Linked DNA regions of Mus musculus: region 1 is linked to region 2. The links are chromatin contacts, called in public HiChIP or PLAC-seq maps. All regions are on one chromosome and are shown on one strand. The core of a region is the stretch at or near the end of the contact, and the rest is flanking DNA. Distances in the headings are between cores, read along the strand shown. Region 1 overlaps Taf4 (TATA-box binding protein associated factor 4). Region 2 holds the start of Lama5 (laminin, alpha 5).

Region 1 (4,091 bases), core at 312-2,811, 300 kb before region 2:
TATGTATATATGTATGCATTATATATTGTGTGTCATATATATATTTTATATATATGTATATATATATATATCATATATGTGTATGTGCCATATACACACACATTGTATGTATGTATTGTGACATATATACATGTGTGTTGTATGTATGTCATGTGTGCATGTGTGCCATATATGTGTCATATATATGTATGTATTATATGTATATATGTATGCTTGGCATATATATGTGCCATATATACACATGTGTGTTATATGTATATGTCTCATACATACATGTGCCAAATATGTGTATATGTGTCATATATATATACATACACGTGTTGTATGTATGTATATTTGCCGTGTGCGTGTGTGTGTGTGTGTGTGTGTGTGTGTGTGTGTGTGCATGCATGCTCGTGCCCGCCTCTCCCCTTGTGGCTTTCTAACTGAAATCTCAAAGGATACAATAACTTACAACAAGGTTTAAAGATAAAAGTTTAAACTGTATGTAGCTAACACTTAAATCCTAAGTTTGTTTTTTTAAGGTTTAGTTGCATTCCTCATGCATGTTCTGGCCTATATTTCTCTAAACTCTTTTGGGGGATGGGGGGAGGGGGACAGACAAGGTTTCTCTGTGTAGCCTTGGCTGTCCTGGAACTCACTCTGAAGACCAGGCTGCCCTTGAGTGCTGGGATTAAAGGTGTGCACCACCACTCCCAGCTCCCTCCAACTGTTAAAGTACAAGAATGACTCCTGAGAGGGACTAAGAGTAAGCAAATATATGCTATATATTTAAAGTTTCACCTAGGAGACTGAAGCAGGAGAATTTCTGGAGCCCATGAGTTTAGGGCAAGGGTAACACAGTGAGGCTGCCTTGGGGGGGGGGGGGGTTATCATCTAAAGGCCTTACTTATGTCTGGTGGAAAGAGCTAATACAGAATTACACATCAGCAGAAACTCTATCATGACCAGGCCTTGAAATGGGAAGAGCCTCAGAGGCGGTGTCACACCATAGGCAGCATGATTGGGCCTTGGAGAGAGAGAACACCTTCCCTTCAAACCCCACGAACAAAGCAGCTTCCTGTTTTTTTATAGGCTTTTAGAGGGTGGGAACAACATTCATACCACACGATCTATACTAACTCTAGGAAAAACAGGGCAACAGGGAGAGAAGGAGGGAAGCCAGAGGAAAGGGGAGAGGGAGAGAGGAGGGCTGAGATCATGCAGACCACTGCACAAGGTGTGAGAGGGTCTGAGCCGCAGGGGCCTGGCTGCCTGCCTGCCCACCCAGGGAGGGAGACAGGCAGCTAGAAGGTCTAGCTAGAAGTATCTAATAGATACTAACCATGTAATGTATACAATTCAGGGAATTTAAAAATCACGTTGACAAGGGTAATGGCTTGCACAAACCTCATAAATGAAGTCACTGAGCAATGTGCGTAAATTAATTTTATCACAACGATTAAATGAAATCAAGTAGCAGTCCCACAACTGGCCATTTCCGGGACAAGCCAGTCCTGGGTGGCAGCAGCCGGGGCCTCACCTGGCTGCAGCTGGTTCAGTTGGATCTGCTGTGGTGTGGTGAGCATGATCCGGTTGTGAGGCTGCCGCAATGCGACCATGGGTGTCTGCGTCAAGGTCACCTGCGGGGGCCGGATCAAGGCTCCAGGCTTCGGGGGCTGCTGGATCACCTGGGGCACAGCCAGCATAGTGCATGAGCACACACATCCTAGGGGCCACCGCACTGACCCATGAAGCCAGCTATTTGCTTCATTGGCGCTACCCCAACCTTGCCCTGCCAGAAGCTCCAGGAAGTCCAGATGTACACCTCATTCCACATCTAAAAAAGCCTGGCCCAACAAGTCTCCAACAAGCCTCTGCACACAGCTTCAAAAGATTTAGACAAAGACAGAATGGTGCCACACCAGGCCACAATACAGCAGAGCAAGTACACGGAGCACATGAAACTCAGGACCCCACACATAGCCTAGAGGGCAGCAGCAAAACAAAGTTTACCGAGCTCAGGCCCCACAAGGAACATGGATTTCCCAGCCTGTCAGCAGACTGACACTGTTACCTGATGGACATACGTCAAATGACTTATTTCTATTCTAAATTCTGTTTAAGGTCAGATTATTTTTCTACTGGAGTGAAGATGGCTCTCCAAGTCCTACCCTGAACTTGGTTCTCTGTCCAAACACAGCCTGTCCACCTCAGAACCATGCATAGCCCAAGGGTGGTTGGTCCACACTGCAGGGCCTGCTCAGCTCTGCTGTCCTGCGTACAGCCTTGGCCCACAGGAAGCTCCCTGATGGCCCGACCATAAATCTCTGAGCTAAGAGCTTCCCTGGAAGAATTCTAGTTTATATAAAGGAGCCTTTTTGTGTGGCTGGTGGTGTACACAGTATCACAGTGTCTGCAGGGTTCTGAAACCCTTCTAGGATTTGAACTCCAACTCTGCTTTAAAAAAAAATGGTGGCTGTGTTTTCATTGAGCAACACATGTAACAGGACACTTGTAAAGGGCTGAGGTTGAGGCCTGCACCAGAACTGTTTTTGCAACAGAACACGGTGCTCACACCAGACAAGATGGGCAAGCCCACAGCAACTCAGGCCAGGGCTTTACACTGAGAAGCCATTAAATGGAGATACAGAAAAGTGGCTCACTTCCATGGGTTCTGAGATCCCCTGGCCTCAGGCCCAAGTTTGCATGAAGTTGACCTATCTGCCTCAGCTGTACACAAAGGTATAAGCAGAGACTGGGGTATAAGAGGGGGGTCAAGACAGCACACAGCAGTGACCAGGTGGCTGAACACACCATGTTCCCATATGTGAAAAGAAAAGTCACTGTTCTAGTATAACATGTGACACCGATTAAACAGCCTGACGGAGTAACTGATGGAAGAGGGTTATTTGGCTTACAATTCCTGGTCACAGTTTATCCCTGCAGGGAAGTCACAGAGGCAACAACTGAGACTAGTCACAGCACATCTACAGTCAAGAGAAACAAATGTAGCCATGTTGCCTGTCTGTGCCCTTCTGTGCAGTTAGCTTTCTGTGCCACCAACAATCAGGGTTAAGTCTTCCTACATCAGTCAAAAATCCAAGACATTCCCCACAGGCACACCTACATGCCATTCTGATCTAGATAATTTCTCATTAAGAACGCTCTTCCCAGATGATTCTACGTTATTCCAAATTGACAGTTAAAACCAACCCAATGGAAATGGCTCTGCACGCAATCTAGCACTCAAGGCTACAACTGACAGAACCAGGACTGGAGGTGAGACCCTCACAGAGAGGGCATGCTCTTCCACAGAACTGCCTTCTGGGTAAATCAGGGTGCTGACTGCTCAGGTCCCTCCTGAAACCATGTGAAAGCAAAGGACACAGGAACATCTGCCCACTGAGAAAACCTGCTCAGGTGTGGTCCTTCAGCCTGCTCTCAACTCTTCTCACTACCAACAGAGTAAAGACAAAAGCAAGCTCTAACAGGCCAGCCAGCACCCAGGAGTCTGGCCTCCATAACACCCACCCTGCAGACAGCACTGTACCACCTACAACTACTCATTCCTAAGCTGCATTTACAACAATTCCAATCGTCTGTCATCCACACCACCCAGAGCTGGGAATTAAACCTAAGACCTCATAAATGCTCTGCAACACAGTACTATACAGCCCCTTTCAAGTTTGCCTTTCATGTGTGGTGAGGCTATGCTGTTTACGGCAGGTGTACACATACTCTGAGTGCAACTCACAGTGAAGAGCCATCCTGCCTCTGGTGAAGGAATGCAAATCAGACAAAGCCAGACCCACCTGCCAGCAGCCCTCCGCTTGCCCTGAGCACCACTGTCGTCAGCCTACTCTATCCCAGGAAGGCAAAAGCCTGACCAACCCATCTCCTCCCAATCCCAGGTTTGAACATTCAGGCGTCACTCAAAGCTCTGTGAGAATCCTCCTAAGAGGCCCACTAGACACTGTGTTCCTGTACCAAAAACCCCAACAACAGGTATAGGGCCTGCCAGTAAGTGAGCCAAGAAGTTCACTTCATTCTATAAAAACTACAATACAAAGTCGTGGGCCTCAACCTACAGCTCACACTCTAATTACTCA
Region 2 (3,700 bases), core at 995-3,494:
ACTCTCCATCTTGCCCAGAGGCCCTGTAGGACTCTCGGGCTCCTATCCGGGATAACCAGTCCCTCTTTTGTTGCCATAAAGGGTCCCTGACTCCTTGGGGACAATCTGTGACTCTCATGCCTAACCCCTTGATTCAGCCATTGCTGAAGCAGCTGCAATTTCTACTTTCTCACCAAGGAGGTGCAGCAGAGAGGGGCTGTAACTTCTGACCACCTGGCTGGACCTTTGCCACTATAAAGAGGTAATAACAATTTGTGCAGAATCAGATCCATCTGAGCCAGTGACCCTCCGAGAAGGCCTGTGCACTAGCAGAGCAGGATCGGTGGTCCAGGACCAGGATGTGCAAAAGGAGTTGAGTTCCCTTCCCAGAGAATAACAATTACTATGTAAGCAGAGATAAAGGCCCTGGGATCCCAGGCAGTCCCTCTGGGTCAGGACAGATCCCTACAGGGCCCCCTCCTGAGACTCAGCTCCCTGAAGCCATATACTGAGCAACGCTGGCCAAGAGACACCTCACTTCTGTTTTTTTTGTTTGTTTGTTTTTTGTTTTTTCGAGACAGAGTTTCTCTGTGTAGCCCTGGCTGTCCTGGAACTCACTCTGTAGACCAGGCTGGCCTCGAACCCAGAAATCCACCTGCCTCTGCCACCGGTCCCCTCCTGCCTAGGTGCTGGGATTAAAGGCCTGCGCCACCACCGTTTGATGGCACCTCACTTCTGAACGCTCGCCTCAGACGGATCCTGCTCTGACTTGTAAAGCTTCAAAAACAAGTGTTTATACCTTCCCAGGCCTCAGTTTCCCTGTCTCTGATGGCCCACACCTGCTCTTACTCTGAGACTGCAAGGGAACCAGAGCGCAGGGAGCCCGGCCCTTCTCAACTCCCCCTCCCCACTTGGAGGCCCGAGAACAGGCGGGGTGGGCAGGCAAGGAGGGTGGTGGCCAGGTAAACCAGAAAACAGAACTGAATTCCTTCACCGCTCCCCTTTCTCCACCCCGACGAATCCGTTTTTTCAGCTATTCTTTCCCTCGCCAGCCTCCTTCCAGGAACGTGGAAGCAGGTCCCTAGAGAAGGTAGCTAAAGTTACCAGGCCCTAATGGCTCCCAACTCCTTAGGTCCCTAACGTGAGGCAGGAGTCCTGCGGGGGGGGGGGGGGGGACAACGTGGCCCACCTGCAGGCTCAGCCTGAAAGGCAGGGCTCAGGAGAGTCCTTAGGTACAGAATCCACATCTCCCGGGAGACTAAAGCCCCAGAGCCTACCACCTGCTGGGCAGGGGGCTCCTCCACGATGGCCCACAGGTGTTAGCGCTCTCCACCTCCTTCTGAAGTTCCCAGATCCCAAGCAAAGAAGCTTCTTCAACTTTTGGCTGAGACAGTGAGACCCAACACCAGGAGAAACCGGCGATGGTGCGGCTTCCGCGCTCATTCCGTCCCTATCCGGGAGGCCAACAGGTTCCTGCCTGTCCCGGGGTAACAAGGAGCTCCCGCCCCCTCCTCACAGTCAGCGGGCACCCTGGCCAAGTTCCGCCCACGCAGGGATCCCGGACTTACGGCTGCCGAGGACTGATCACCGGTCCCCTCCTGCCTAGGTCACCCCCCCACCCCCACCCCCGAGCTTCACCAGCCCCAGGGGCCCTTGGTCCGCGAGTCGGACACTTCATTGGCTCTTCCAGAGGCACGTGCCGTGTCTGCACGAGTTTCGGTAGCCGCATCAGGGTCCCCCTTAGTCCATCAAAACATGGGGCCAGGGAGTCTTGGTGGGAGAGTCAGTCCGTACTTACTCTCCCCAGCACTGGGAGCCCCTACGAGATGTCTGGGTTCCGGCGCTAGAGGTGGACCACCACAGGATGGTGTAACCAGCTCCTCCGTGCCGCGCTCACCTGGATTGTCTGATTGGGATCTCCGCCAGCCACCGGACCCCCAACCAGCTTGCAGTAGAGGTCCTCGGTGGGGCGTGAGACACTGCGCGTCGGGGCCTCCTCGCCGCAGGTCGCGGACGCGGTGATGCGAGCGCCCTCCGCCAGGTTGAAGTAGGGCGGGTGCAGGCTGAAGCCATCGCCCCCGGGAGTGCGCGCCTCGCCTACCAGCGCCAGTCCAGCCAGCAGCAGTAGCAGCGGCCGTGGCGCGGGGCTCCGGGGGCCAAGAGCGCCCGGTGCGCTCCCCGCGCAGAGCTGCCCTCCGCGCTTCGCCATTTTCCTGCTGGGGGCTGCGGCTCTAGGGACAGCGCGCACCGCAGGAGCCCGGCAAGTCTAGTTTGGGGCGGCCGGTCCCGCTGGCCCCGCCTGTCCGAGGACGTCAGGCCCCGCCCAGGCCCGCCTGGCGCCCGAGCCTTATGCCCTGGAGAGGGGGTTGGGGGAGGGCATAAGAGAGGGGGCGGCCTGGGGACCTTAACCCTTCCGACCCCGGCCAGACCAGCGTCCTGGAAGGGGCACCTGCTGGCCGCCCGCCAGGCCGCGGGAACTTGGCGCTACTGAGCCTTTCCTCTCTCCCAGGTGGTGGCTTCGATCCCCACTGAGACCCCTTGCTTTTTCCGTGGATGTTCAGGACCCCAGCATGCCGGGCCTGCCTCTACCCGCCCAGCGGCTCCTGTTTTTGTTTCCCTAACTTCAAACAGGTCTCAGCCACCTGGCGCCTCCCCGTTGCCCTAGCCTGTTACTCTCTTCCTTCCCTGTTGGTATTTGAATAAACTGTGTGTAGCTGTGGATGGGGACCCAGAGGAGATGTGATCTGCAAATGGTGGGGGGGGGGGGGGTGGAGAAGACCAGACAGGAGGAGACCCCCTACTTCCTCCATTGTTAGGTCGGATTTAGCCCTGTCTACCCCTTTGGGTTTTAAACTCCTCTGCAATAGGGGATCAATACAAGAGCAAAGAAATGACAGGCGCCCACCCATGGAGCATATCCAAGGATGCTCATTGGCCTATAGGTGCCACTCCATAGGCTCCTTGGGAAGCTAAGACTTTGCTTAGACATCTTTCTTTCTTTCTTTCTTTCTTTCTTTCTTTCTTTCTGTTTTTTTGTTTGTTTGTTTGTTTTTTGTTTTTGTTTTTTCGAGACAGGGTTTCTCTGTACTGTATAGCCCTGGCTGTCCTGGAACTCACTTTGTAGACCAGGCTGGCCTCGAACTCAGAAATCCACCTGCCTCTGCCTCCCAAGTGCTGGGATTAAAGGCGCTGGCCACCGCCGCCCGGCTTAGACATCTTTTAAGCAAGCCGTGCCTCTAGCTCCTGTGTTTCTGGGGTACAGTGGGCTCCAGTTGATCTGCCTGGCTGAGTTGCAAACATTGAACGTCCTAGAGGCTTAGCTAAGATGCTTGTGTACCTCATGTCTGCTTCAGCCACAGCCACTGGATTCCCTTCCCTTGGATTCTAGGACCAAACAGGAAAGCCCCCAGGGGTGTAGAGGTCGAACTCAGCAGCAGGGCTAGCAGCTCCCCTTATCTCCTAGCCAGGCCACCATCTCACGTTTTTGGGTAGGACTCCCATTCTTGCTGGTCCTTCTGGATAATCCCAAGGGTCCCAGTGAGTTCCTGAAACACTGCCATCATGTCCTGGCCCAGTTCTGACCCGTAATTGTCTGGAAAATTTGCACCATCCTCCTGCCCTCCTGACTAACCCCCCAGCCTCCTACAAATCTTAAACCCCAAGGGGCTGGGAGGACCCCAGTCTCCGTTGAAAATGCGAGGTCAAGACAAGCTGCCCTCCC

What was found. HiChIP or PLAC-seq counts read pairs in DNA pulled down with a chosen protein or histone mark.
Region 1: a contact with region 2 is called in an H3K27ac HiChIP or PLAC-seq map of embryonic stem cells, with 5 read pairs. The contact joins the enhancer-like site here to the promoter of Lama5 in region 2. A contact is called at or near these places in 6 of 39 promoter capture datasets (the C10 cell line, the HPC-7 cell line, HPC-7-derived erythroid cells and 2 more), 1 of 484 Hi-C or Micro-C datasets (embryonic fibroblasts), 3 of 115 datasets of contacts at active chromatin or transcription factors (embryonic stem cells and microglia) and 1 of 9 other capture datasets (adipose tissue).

Annotation. Positions count from the first base shown.
Region 1 is chr2:179,927,755-179,931,845 of GRCm38.p6, forward strand. It overlaps Taf4 (TATA-box binding protein associated factor 4), which reads right to left. Exons shown (of 15, transcript NM_001081092.1): 8 at 1,523-1,670. Among named protein-coding and RNA genes, the nearest start is that of Taf4, 47 kb to the right of the region's middle. Within about 2 kb of position 1,562, at least 13 of the 459 cell types and tissues checked have an H3K27ac peak or open chromatin away from gene starts, as enhancers often do. A contact at or near this core is called in the HPC-7 cell line and embryonic stem cells, where this site is marked.
Region 2 is chr2:180,223,615-180,227,314 of GRCm38.p6, forward strand. Lama5 (laminin, alpha 5) reads right to left here and starts at 2,245. Exons shown (of 79, transcript NM_001081171.2): 1 at 1,877-2,245. The coding sequence starts at 2,188. Gm52542 (a long non-coding RNA gene) reads left to right here and starts at 1,005. Exons shown (of 2, transcript XR_003953984.1): 1 at 1,005-1,069; 2 at 1,325-2,700.